Regions from separate parts of the Sus scrofa genome. Here region 1 is linked to region 2. A link is a contact called in public HiChIP or PLAC-seq data. All regions are on one chromosome and are shown on one strand. The core of a region is the stretch at or near the end of the contact, and the rest is flanking DNA. Distances in the headings are between cores, read along the strand shown. Region 1 overlaps CMSS1 (protein CMSS1). Region 2 overlaps CMSS1 (protein CMSS1).

What was found. HiChIP or PLAC-seq counts read pairs in DNA pulled down with a chosen protein or histone mark.
Region 1: an H3K27ac HiChIP or PLAC-seq map of skeletal muscle shows a contact between it and region 2. The contact joins two enhancer-like sites. A contact is called at or near these places in 1 of 47 Hi-C or Micro-C datasets (skeletal muscle) and 1 of 2 datasets of contacts at active chromatin or transcription factors (skeletal muscle).

Annotation. Positions count from the first base shown.
Region 1 is chr13:158,976,829-158,983,313 of Sscrofa11.1, reverse strand. All of the region lies in intron 1 of CMSS1 (protein CMSS1), which reads left to right. The region is part of intron 1 of FILIP1L (filamin A-interacting protein 1-like); the gene reads right to left. Among named protein-coding and RNA genes, the nearest start is that of FILIP1L, 91 kb to the right of the region's middle. Within about 2 kb of position 2,998, at least 1 of the 83 cell types and tissues checked has an H3K27ac peak or open chromatin away from gene starts, as enhancers often do. A contact at or near this core is called in skeletal muscle, where this site is marked.
Region 2 is chr13:158,821,095-158,827,138 of Sscrofa11.1, reverse strand. CMSS1 (protein CMSS1) reads left to right here. Exons shown (of 10, transcript XM_021071314.1): 3 at 4,474-4,545. Among named protein-coding and RNA genes, the nearest start is that of FILIP1L, 65 kb to the left of the region's middle. Within about 2 kb of position 3,083, at least 10 of the 83 cell types and tissues checked have an H3K27ac peak or open chromatin away from gene starts, as enhancers often do. A contact at or near this core is called in skeletal muscle, where this site is marked.

The DNA.
Region 1 (6,485 bases), core at 1,749-4,248, 160 kb before region 2:
CTGCACCACAAGGGAACTCCCATCATTGCTTATTTCTCCTGCTTTTAAATGAGAGCATGGGGCTCTGTCATATTTCATTGTGGTTCTTATTCCCTTCTCCGTTGTAGTAGAAGCCTTGAATTAGTGCCAAGGCCTTTTCTTTGATTATAGGTCTTTAATTATATCTTAATGATTACATTTTCCATGGTTTTTTGTTAAAGTAGAAAAAGACTTTAGAAGGAATCCTAGATTGTTGTAATTTGTTTTCCATTCTTTTAGAATTGTCCAACCTATGTCTGCCTTGACAGCCATATTAAGTAATTGGCCTTTATCAGGTCTTCTCAAACTATTCTGCGTACTTTGTGTAGAAAACAACTCTTCCCTTCACTGTCATATTTCATAAACTTACATAATATTTGATTAAATTATGCAATTATAATTGTAAATCTAACAGGTATAAACAGGTTTGGGAACAAACACAATTCTTTAAATAGAAGTTGCAGGGGCCATCCTGGAGAACAGCATTCTATCCAGCATTCAGTACATGTGGGCTCAGCCCTGAGTTAAACAAAAGAACAGAATTGTATAAATGGACCACTAAGGTGTGAGAACTCCTTAATCTGTACTCTCCACCTTCTCTTCATTTTACACATGAGACCTGGGTGGTTATAGGACTTAACCAAAGTCCTGAAACTAGTTGGTAGCCAGGCTGTGTGTTCTGACTCCCAAGTGAGGGTTTTCCCATGACACCAGAGAGGACTGATATCCTAGCCCTTCATTGTGCTTGTCTGGCTGCTAGCTGAATACAGGTCTATAAAGTGCACTTTGACTTATTACCACAAAGTATCTAACTTGATGCTTAGTTTACCTGTAGTTATGGTGTTACTAATTAACATATGTTTTTCTTTAAATTCTCCTTGATATCAAAAATGATCCTCGTTTATTATAGGGAGTTAATCCAGGTCATGAGATTTATCATTTCTATCTCTAAATAACCATAATTAGATAAGAGAGAAAGACTGCATGGAAGAATTTTCTTGGTAGGGCTTATCCTCCTCACCCGTCTACAGACCTGTACTGTTCATGGCTGCTTTTGTGAGATAGACCTGCTTTGGGCTTGAGACAGGGCACTAATGTTTATTATATTATTTGATCTCTTTCACAAACATTATGTGTTGACTTTTATAATATCAAGTTGGAAAGATTTTTTTTAAGTCACTTTCCTTTTCCTGCCCTTTCCTTCCAGTGCTTCCCTACTGCCCCACCCCTATCAGGAAAGATTTGACATTACCTAGAGTCAAAATGTACTTAGAACTAAGCAGTTAAAAATAAAATCAAAATCAGAGTTTCTGTCATGGCTCAGTGGAAACGAAACTAACCAGCATTCATGTGGATGCAGTTTTGATCCTTGGCCTTGCTCAGTGGGTTAATGATCTGGCGCTGCTATGAGCTATGGTGTAGGTTATAGACATGGCTCGGATCTGGGCTTTGTTGTGGCTATTGTGTAGGCCAGCAGCCGCAGCTCTGATTCAGCCCCTAGCTTGGGAACCTCCATGTGCCGCGGGTATGGCCCTAAAAAGACAAAAAAATAAAAATAAAAATAATAAAATGAAATCAAAACCATTAGGATGAATATAAAGGAAGGGAAAAAATATTGTACTCAGATCCCTGAGTTGGGTTAAATGGTTTTGCTGTTATTGAACATTTTGTTTAGCTCTGAGCTTCCTGATAGACAAAGCAAAAACAAAACATTTGAGTTTACATTTTTTTGTTTGGTAAAGGGAAATGTATCAGGTCTTCCACAGAGACATTTTTAGCAGGCACTTTATTCTAAGCCAATGACCCTTATGTAAATTAAGCTAAATAACCATCTGGAGTAGGGGATTCATATGCACATTACAGTGGGAGAAGCCCTAGTATGGTCCCCTTTTTGTTGATGAGCAACAGAAGCCCAGAGAAGATAAGTGATCTACCAGTTACCAGGCTTGTTGGCGATAGCACCAGCCTGGAGCCAGTATCCCTCTGTCCCAACCTAGGCCTCAGAGCACCCTTATTTAGAAATCACAGGTATAGTGAGATGTGCTTGAACCAGTACGGTTCAGAACCATACTTGCTACTGGGCACTGGGTTATTAGACTGTCAAGTGAGTGGCATTTAGATTTGATGAAGTCAGAGTATATGGAAGAGGAGTTTCTTCAAGGAGCTTCTCTTTTCACTGAGAAGAGAGACAGGATAGGCCTCTGTCAAATCACTATGGATGGGAAAACTAGAATAAGAAGTATCCTGATTTAAATAAATACTTTGTCAAAACTCTTCTTTCTTAAGCCAGAATTATAGACAAGTTTATATTGTATTTTTATGACAGTGGAGTTATGAGAGAACTTTGGGGAGGGCTTAAACTCAAACTGTGTGTAGTAGTCAGGCAGGTACAGACAGCTGTGTATACAAAAGGCCACGTATAAGACAATAGGAAACGAGACCTGTAGTGCACCAAAAAGCCAGTGTCCTCTTTCCAGGGGATAGCTTCTTCCCAGATCCAGCTGATTTTTGTCTTGTGAAAAATACAGGTATATAGTTGACCACATCTTCTAGTATTTTGAGAGAGAGAAGCTAGAAGTGTGATTATTAAATCTCCTGATTTTAAATGTTGGCAACTCCTTTCTTCTTATTCATGCCAGAAATTTTGGCGTTGTCCTTGACTCCAGTCTTCCTTCCAAAACCCACATCTAATCCATATGGAAATCCTGTTGGCTCTACCCTCAAAATATATTCAGAATCTGATCTCTTCTTAGTGATTTCCTGTTGCACTGCTGTAGCCCAAACCACCATCATCTCTCTCCAGGATTATTCCAGTAGCCTCCCAGCTGCTTTCCCTTCCATGCTTTCTCTCCTACCGCTGGAGGGATCTGTTGAAGCACAAGTCAGATCATGTTGCTCCTCTGCTCACAACCTTCCAGCTTCCCATCTCATTCAGAGTAAGTCAAAGGCCTCCCAGTGCCCCATCACGGCAGCAACAGTGGCCTCCTGCCTGTTCCTCAAATAAACCAGCTCATTACCTCGTCATGACCTTCACCCATGCTGTTCCCTTGCCTACAGTGCTCTTTCCTCCAGTATTTCCATGACCCATCCGCCGCTTCCAACCCTTTTCTCAAATGTCACCCTCTCAATGAGGCCTTCCTTGGCCACTATCTAAACTTGTAGCCACACACATATATACACAACCCTTCCTTATCCCTCTTAGCTTTGTTTTTAGTACATATCATGATCTAATATACTACTTATTTTTTGTATTTATTACCTATCTTCCACATTACAATATAGGTTCTAAAAGGGTAGGGACTTTGGTTTGTGCATTTGTTCCCTCTGTGTAAGTATTTAGAAATGAGCCTCACACATAGTAAGGGCTCAGTAAAATGAATAAATGAATCTAAAAAAACAAAAAAACAAACAGTTCTTTCAACTTCAGGCCAACAAAACTCTTCAGCGGGCCAAGCCCAGCCTATATCCCCTTGGACCCAAGGTAAGGGTGAATACCTTCAGCTGCACCTACTACCTTGGGACAGACTTCATGACTGCATCATGACACCTGCCCTGTTCAGGAAACAATGGAAGAGCTCTTCTGCTCCACCCTGCTGAACTTTAATGCATACATGTTATTCTATGCCTCAGCACTGTTTCCTGATGCATTGCTGTTTAGAATCTAGAGAATAAATGAATTAGTTCAGCATCTTCTGGGAACTTCCAAACTTTGAAATTTGGAAACATCTGAAGAGTTATACTTGCTTTTTCACAAAACAGAGTCCAGAGTTAGATAAACAATGATTAAAAGAAGAGCACTACAAACAGAGGGAAAATCATATATAAAGACTAAGTGTAGAAAATTTTTTGACGTTTTAGAAGAGATCAAGTGAAACTAGAGTAGGGAATAACGTAGAAAATTGGTAGGAAAAGATGTTGGAAAGACAGGCAGGGGCAAATCTTACAGGCCATGATAAGGAGTTTGGATATTATTGTTCAGCCCATTTGGAAGACTCAGAACCCATTACATTACTGTCAACTGTTCATAATGGTAATTTCTTTTTACTGAAGTATGACATGTTTATATACTGATGATGTTTTTCAAACAAGTCAGTCAGTTTGCAATCATTTTATCATCTAGACTCCCTTTTGTTTTAAAAAAATTTTTGGACTTAATTAGTTTAAAAAATCTTGTTTATTTTCACAGTTATAACAAATAATTAAAGTTAATTTGGGGGAGTTCCCGTTGTGGGGCAACAGAAACAAATCCGACTAGTATGCTTGAAGATGCCAGTTCGATCCCTGGCCTCGCCCAGTGAGTCAAGGATCCTGCATTGCTGTGAGCTGTGGTGTAAAGTCACAAACATGGCTCAGATCCTGAGTTGCTGTGGCTATGGTGTAGACTGGCAGCTGCAGCTCCTATTTGACCCCTAGCCTGGGAACTTCCATATGCCACACCTGTGGCCCTAAAAACAAAAAAAGTTAATTTTTTAATATCTTAAATAACTAAATATATTTATTTGTACAGAAAGTAATCTTTGTTTTTATTATATAATACTGTAGATTTAGGTTATAACAATCATTTAGTAAAGGATGGTTCTTCAGACACATTGTCTTTTATATGCATTTTAGTTACATAAAAAAATACCAAATAGTCATTTATTTTACTTTTGCATATGTGTATTTGCCAAGTTACAATCACATTAAAATATATAACATTTTTGCTTCTAAAAAATCTGTATATACTTAGACTGTATCAAATGTACATTCATGTCTTTTCTATAAAAGATATAGCATTTTCTTACTCTTGTTTTTGTTTTTAGCTTCAGAATTCTGCAGGCCAATTGGAGGGATTTTGTAGCTTAGCCTTGGTTATTTAGTGACCTTATAAAAGGGCAAATTCTGAGTCGTGATAACATTGAGATAACAATAGTCAAAGCAAAATCTAGTTATAGGTAGTCTGGAAAGATGAGGTAAAGACCAAGTGTTTAGGATGAGGCATAGAAGGTGTTGTAATATAAAGAGACAGCACAGGGAGTGTGACATAAATAAGAAATATAAGAAGAAAAACCACAGCTCTTTGTAGTTTTCGCATAGCTGACTCAGTAGCACGAGATGGAAATTATAGACATAGAGAAATTCAGAACTGGAAAAGATTATAGAGACCTTATTTTACAGATGAAACAGACCTAGAGAGCACCAAACCCTTTTTCAGTGTCACACAACTAGAGTTAATATAGGATGAAGTTGAAATTTGGAGCTTTTATTTTCTAGCTTACTATTCTTTTATCTACTTTCTTGTGCATTTTTGACTGCGTAGTCATTGGAGTTGTACCAAAATGGAGTGATTTGGCATTGATAAGGGAAGGAAGCTGTCTGCTACCAAAAATGAGTGATGAGACAGAACCTGGACAATGGCTACCTGACTGCATGTTGAGTTTCCATGAAGGAAATTTGGGCTCAAAGTCCTTTAAGAGCTTTTCCAACTCTAACATTAATGAGTTTAGGTAATTTTAATCATATTTGTAGTAGAATAATTATTTGTCCTCCCAATTTTCAAAAATACTGGTCATTTTCATTATGCATGTCTCATTCACTCTAGCCTTTTCTCTGAACCTGTTTTCCCTTTGAGAGCACTTGTTCTCAAGTTGCTTAGTAATGCATGTGCCCAAAAAGCAGGCCAAGACTTCAAACTCTGTTCACCAATTTTAATGATGAATAATCATTGTACCCAGAACTAATTTAACCTTTTACATTAGATCGGTACCCAGTAACTGCTGATTTTTTTTCTACTACACAAATATAAATCAGCTGTATAGTTAGCAAAACAGAGATCTATGGCAATGAAACTAATCAGCTTTCCTACTCTATAGCAAGGACTTGGAATGGTAAAAAGTTTTGGTCAACTTAAAATCCAATAAGGTTAAAAATTATTTTTAAAGTAGATTATGATAAAATTCTTTACTCTGCAACTATATACCTAGTCTTGATTAGGAATGAGAATGTAGATTTGCATTACAGAATAATCTGCATGAAATAGAAACTCTGATTAGAAATGTATTTGCCGTCTGATAGTATCTGCTCTCTTCTGAATATAAAATTATCTTGTCCATCCCATCACCTTGCCTTTGTCCAGCTTTAGATCCTATATTTTTCTGCTATAATTTAGAAGATATTTTCCCAGACATTGACATTTTTAAACTTTGTGCTTAACAGTCATATTTATAATAGGGAATTTCCAGAAAATAAGTGATTCAGTTTCATATGTCCTAAGCCATTATACAGGGTGAATTACTCATTGTTGCAGATATGTGGTCACATTGAGGGCTTTTATGCATGGGTTTAAAACCCAGTTTTCAACTTCTATCCTGCAGTCTGCTGGAATGATTTACAATATATCCTTATTTCCTTCACTCTCACTGACCCGGAATTATCTTGGAAAATGGAGCAAAGGAGGAGATGGAGATAGTTTTTCACATATTATCATA
Region 2 (6,044 bases), core at 1,834-4,333:
TTTCAATATTTTGTCTTTGTCTTTAATTTTGGTCAGTTTGATTAATCTGTGTCTCAGTATGTTCCTCCTCAGGTTTATCCTATGTGGTATTTGTTGTGCTTCCTGAATTTGAATGAGTGATTCCTTTCCCATGTTAGGGACGTTTTCAGCTATTATCTGTTTAAATGTTTTCTCTGGCCCTTTTTTTCTCTCTTTTCCTCTTGCACCCCAATAATGCATATGTTGGTGCATTTTAAATTGTCCCAGGAGTTCCTGCTGTGGCACAGTGGGTTAATGGTCTAGCTTGTCTGTGTGGCATTGCCAGTTTGAACCCTGGCCTGATGTAGTGGGTTAAGGTTCCAGCATTGTCATAACTGGCATAGCTCACAGATGTGGTTTGGATTCGATTCCTGGCCCAGGGCCTTCATATGCCACAGATGCAGCCAAAAAAATAAAATTAATTAATTGATTAAGTTGCCCAGAGTTCTCTTAGACTGTCCTCATTTCTTTTCATTCTTTTTCTTTATTCTGTTCCACATCAGTGATTTCCACCAGTTTGTCTTCCAACTCACTTATTTCTTCTTCTGCTTTCTGTATTCTGCTATTGGCTACCTCTAGTGAATTTTTAAGTTCAGTTATTGTATTTTGCATCTCTGTCTGTTAAATCTTTAAATCTTCTATTTTTTTGTTCAGTGTTTCTATATTTTGTTTTGTTTTGTTTTTGTCTTTTTGCTAGGGCTGCTCCTGTGGCACATGGAGGTTCCCAGGCTAGGGGTCTAATCAGAGCTGTAGCCACCAGCCTACAGCACAGCTCACAGCAACGCCAGATCCTTAACCCACTGAGCAAGGCCAGGGATCAAACCTGCAACCTTATGGTTCCTAGTCGGATTGTTAACCACTGCACCACAACGGGAACTCCCAGTGTTTCTTATAATTTATCAATCTTTGCCTCCAGTTTTTTTTTTTTTTTCTAAGATATCAGATCATCTTTACTATCATTACTCTAAAATATTTTTCATATAGGTTGCTTATCTCCAGTCCACTTAGCTGTTTTTCTGGGCTTTTGTCTTATTCTTTCAGCTGGCTCATATTTCTCGACCTTTTAATTTTGTACAGTTTTGTGTGTGGTTTTCTTTTTGCAATCTTGTAGCCTCTCTTGGTTTTGGTGTCTGCCCCCTGGTGGGTGAAGCTGATACATGGGCTTGTGGTAGGCATCCTGGTGGGAGAGTTTATGCCTATCCACTGGTATGTGGAGCTGAATCTTATACTTCTGGTGGGTGGAGCTTTGTCTCTGGGTGTCATTAGAGGTGGCTATGTTCCTAGGAGGAATTCAGGAAGCTTGTTTGCTGACGGGTGGGGCTGTGTTCCCACCCTGTTTGTTATTTGGTCTGGGCTTCTCAGCTCGGATGGGTGGAGCCAGAATTTTCCAAAATGGCCAGCTCCAATGACTATTCCTTGGACCTCCGCCTCCAATGTCATGCCCCCACAGTAAGCCACAGCCATGCCCTGCTTTCCCAGGAGACCCTCCAGGACCTGCAGATAGGTCTGACCTAGATTCTTATGAGTCCCTGCTTTGCCATGGGACCCAGTACACATAAAACCCCGTGTGACCCCTCCAGGAGTGAAGTCTCTGTTAGCCCCAGTCCTGTGGAGCTTCTGTGCTCAAGCCCTACTGGCCTTCAATACCAAATACTCTGGGGGCACCTCCTTCCAATGCCATACTCCCAGGCCGGGGAAGCTGACATGAGGTTCAGAACTCTCATTCCTGTGGGAGAGCTTCTGCAGTACAGTTATTTTCCAATCTGCGGGCCGCCCACCCATGGGTGTGGGGATTGCTTATATCATGAAAGCATCCCTCCTACCATCTTGATGTGGCTTCTTTTTCTTTGGGTGCAGGATATCTTTTTTGGTAGTTTCCAGTCTTATTTTCTTGATGGTTGTTCAGCAGTTAGTTGTAATTTCGATGTTTTCATGAGAGAAGGTAAGCCTGAGTCCAGGGGAGGGGAGAGGAAGAGAGGAGAAAATGCCCCAATTAATTAACTTAAAAGTTTAGTAAGTTTTTTGGCATATTTTTGGGCAAGTGTGATTCTTCTAAATCTTTAACTCCTTATTTAGGGTTCCTTTTTTTTAAAAACTGCCTAGGGAGTTCCCATAGTGGCTCAGTGGTTAATGAACCTGACTTGTAACCATGAGGTTGCAGGTTCAATCCCTGGCCGCACTCACTGGGTTAAGGATCTGGCATTGCCATGAGCTATGGTGTAGGTCGCAGATGTGGCTCGGATCTGGCATTGCTGTGGCTGTTGCGTAGGCCAGCAGCTGTAGCTCCGATTGGACCCCTAGCCTGGGAACCTCCATATGCCTTGGGTGTGGCCTAAAAAGACAAAAGACCAAAAAAATAAATAAAATAAAAAAACTGCCTAGAGACAAAACCTTGCTTATTAATTGTCAAAGACAGATACTGGTTGGAATTGGTTTCTAATGGTTAGTTGACCTACCCTGAGTCCTCATCTTTTTACCTAGTCTCTCTGAGAGTAAATATCAGCATGCGTAACACAGCTGGCAAAGTATAGAAATTTTCAGTACTACAGGATTTGTACTTCATAAAGTTGTCTCTTGTCTGTGGAAATTGACCCCATAAATTTGCTTCTTCATTGGCACCCTACTGAAACCAGCTGAAGCGACTGCTCCCAGAAAATAAATATCATATTCCATTTCCTTTAAAATGATGTAAGAATTTGAACCTGGTGTGTAAATCTGATAGTGTCTTGACAAAAGCAGTTGTTAATAAGCATGTTTCTTTTTTCCCTTGCATGATTGAGAATTGTGTTTTTATTTTTTCTTCCAGAATTAGAATCCATATCCTTATAATTGAGCTCATATCCACGTTTAATTTGTGACATGTTTAATTGGCTTTGTAAGCACAGAATAAATATAACCTACATGTTAAACATACTCTTACAGAGCACCCCCATTTGCCAAATAAGAAAATGGAATAGGTTTCTACATCTCCTTCTCCCAAACCTTGATACTGGTGACAAGACACTGCAGTATGTCTTGAGGTATCTGCTAATTGTATCCAGGCCTTTGCCATGGGAGCATGAGCTGAATTTGGCTTGATCTATAATTGGACTCTTATGACTGTCTGGCAGCTTCTGTGACATTTTAGTGGCCTTGGCCCAGTTTCTAATTGGCATCAGATTAGCATGTATCTGCATCCACAAGACAGTTTTAACTTTCTGAATAAGAGAGGTCATAACACTTTTCTTTTCTTTAGCTATGATGCCATTGCACTTTTTAACTAAGAAGCAGCTGAAATTTCAAGATCCCCATGTTACTTTAATCCTGAGCCTTTTGAATCTACTTCTGTATAACTGAAACAGAGTCTAGAAACTTGGTCCTGGCCTCATGTCTTGAAGAAATTATGTAGTATTATATCTCTCTGGCTTCAGGCCATAGGCATTCTTAATCTACAGGCTGTCTGCAGACTTTAATAGAAAGCTTCATCTGTAATCATTTTAAAGAGAGCCAGTGGAGACAAGATTGCTTTAGTTAGTAGTTTACCAGCTTAAAGTGAATACACTCTGGTTGAAATGGAAACTTAAGAAAAAAAACGCAGAATAAATTTTCACTTACGTTTTATATCTTGGCAATTTGTTTGAAAATATTCCATAAAAGATCCAACACAGGAAACATTTTATATAACTACTTATGATTAATAAATAAGGAATCTGAAGCATTCTGTTTTATAAATCAATGTCTTAGTCCAAATTTCCTGTTTTTTTACATTAAAAAAAAAAAAAAAAAACCTTAGGGTAAAAATAGCACTAAACTGTATAGGGTACTCCGGGGGTCAAGGCAACAGGCAAAATCAATTACTTAGGATACCATAGTACTGAGACTTTTGTCAGACCATCAGCTGAAACATTCATTTTGTAGTCACTATAGATAAGGCATTTGGTGCAGCTGGTTTTATAAAAATATAAGTAAATATATCCTACTTTAGATCTTCTGTGCTTATGGAGAAGAGAAAAGGAATGGATAATAAAATAGTAAGTCAGTGCCTTGGAAATACAGGCTCACATATTACTAGTTCACGGAAAACACTAGTCATGCCAGTCAAAGACTTTCTTACCACATCTTAATTTTAATCACATCCCTTTCTGCCTGTGTTTTACAAACCTGGCCACTGTCTTCAATCTTTAATACCCTGCACCACCACCTCAAACACATATATACACCCACTTACACATTTTGACCTTTATTCAAAGATTTTCCAGTCTTAAGTCATCCGTACTTTCTTACTTTTACAAATTCTCTCAGCCCAGCCCCTGCATAATAGCCTACCCTGGGTTTTCCAGCATTTCTTTGTCCATAGAATATTACAAAGGCCCTCTGAGGAATACATGCATGATAGTACATACTTTGGGATTTATACCGTTAGTTGATACCTCATCATGCTAAGATGAAAGTTTTCACATTTGTATTTTTTTATAGCCTAAAGAATGTTTCTTGATACAACCAAAGGAAACAAATGAGGATGCCACCAAGACCAGGAAGAGGAGAAAGGTAATAATAATGTCTTACAATGCTGTGGCCCCACATGGAAATGTGTGGTTTCCACCACATGTTTACAGAGTGTACTTTGATGAAGCAATTATGTTTCCCCCACTTTAGAGATGCAAAGATTGTAAAATTCATTGAGGTTTGGTGACTTTCCTAAGGTCACTAGTAATAAGTGTGTTTCTGTTGGAGCCAAAATACATTCTTCTAATTCCTATTTCAGTACTCCAAACCACCCTGTGTTTTTACTGTGGTTAGAAGTCAGACATAGGTTTCTAATTCTAGAAGGGGCCCAGAACTATCCTGCCCTCCGGCCTCTCTGGTTCTGTCCAAGAAAAGAAATTTACCTTTCTTTTCTTCATTTCATTTTTTATAAACCTTATATCCTAGAGTATTAATAAGAAAATAATAAGCAGACGAAAGTAGTATAGTATAAGGCATTCCTAACTCTGATTTTGAACCATAATTTAAGCAAAAGGTTCCTGTTGCATTTTAATACTTGCTTGTGGACATATGGAAAATTCTGCTCCTATACAAACTTTCTTATGGCTCAGCCTTAGAGAAAGTGTGGTTAGCTTTGACCTTCCACCACAGTTGTGAAAACAGCAGTGTAATTCTCTCCCTGCCAAGAAGGGTCTACTGCTGTAGTCAGCAGAGGAAATATAATTGGATTAGAGGAAAGAAGATGGACTCAAACCAATTACTTAACAGCAAGCTTTTAGAAAACTGAGAGTGTGTGTGCATGTTCCCCTAGCTCACAAATGGCCAAATAGGAAGATAGGAGGTACCATATTGACTAAGGCTTGGCAAATTCTTAAAGAAATGATTTGAACTTCTCTTTGATAGTTTGTACACTAATGGCCTTCAGGAGTCTTAAGTTCTTGGTGGCTCAAGGTCAGAACTCCAGCTAGATAGTTTAGCCTTGGCTGAGGTCATGGTAAAATCTTCCCACTACTGACATATTTTTTTTTAATTAATTCATTTAACAGAATTTTGACCATTCTTGGCAGTGGTATAAACAGTAAGATAGTATGGGGGGTGGGGGGAACACCAGGAGAAAGCTGACATAGGAGCAAGGAAGGGCTTTTTCTGGATCTTTGGCAAAACATTAGAAAGAAATAAGAAGGGAAGTTTATAGTGAAAGTTAAATGAACAATTGTGTAAATGCTATACAAATAACTCCAAATAAAAATAGATGTTGTAGGAGTTCCTGTGTAACTCAATGGGTTAAGGATCTGGCGTTGTCATTGCTCAGGTTGCTGCTATTGATCCATGGCCCGGGAACTTCCACATGCCACAGGTGCAGCCAAAAAAAAAAAAAAAAAAAAAGGCAGTAGATGTTGTAAGTTATTTCCTGTTCTGCTTTCCATAGGGCCAATTCAAGACTGTCTTTCCTAATACTTGAGAACTGAGTGCCCCTATTCAGTGTGGTCCTTTACTGAGATTACTCCCACAGCTCTTAACTTCAATCCTAGAAATCCAAACTGCAGCTCAGTGCCTTAAAA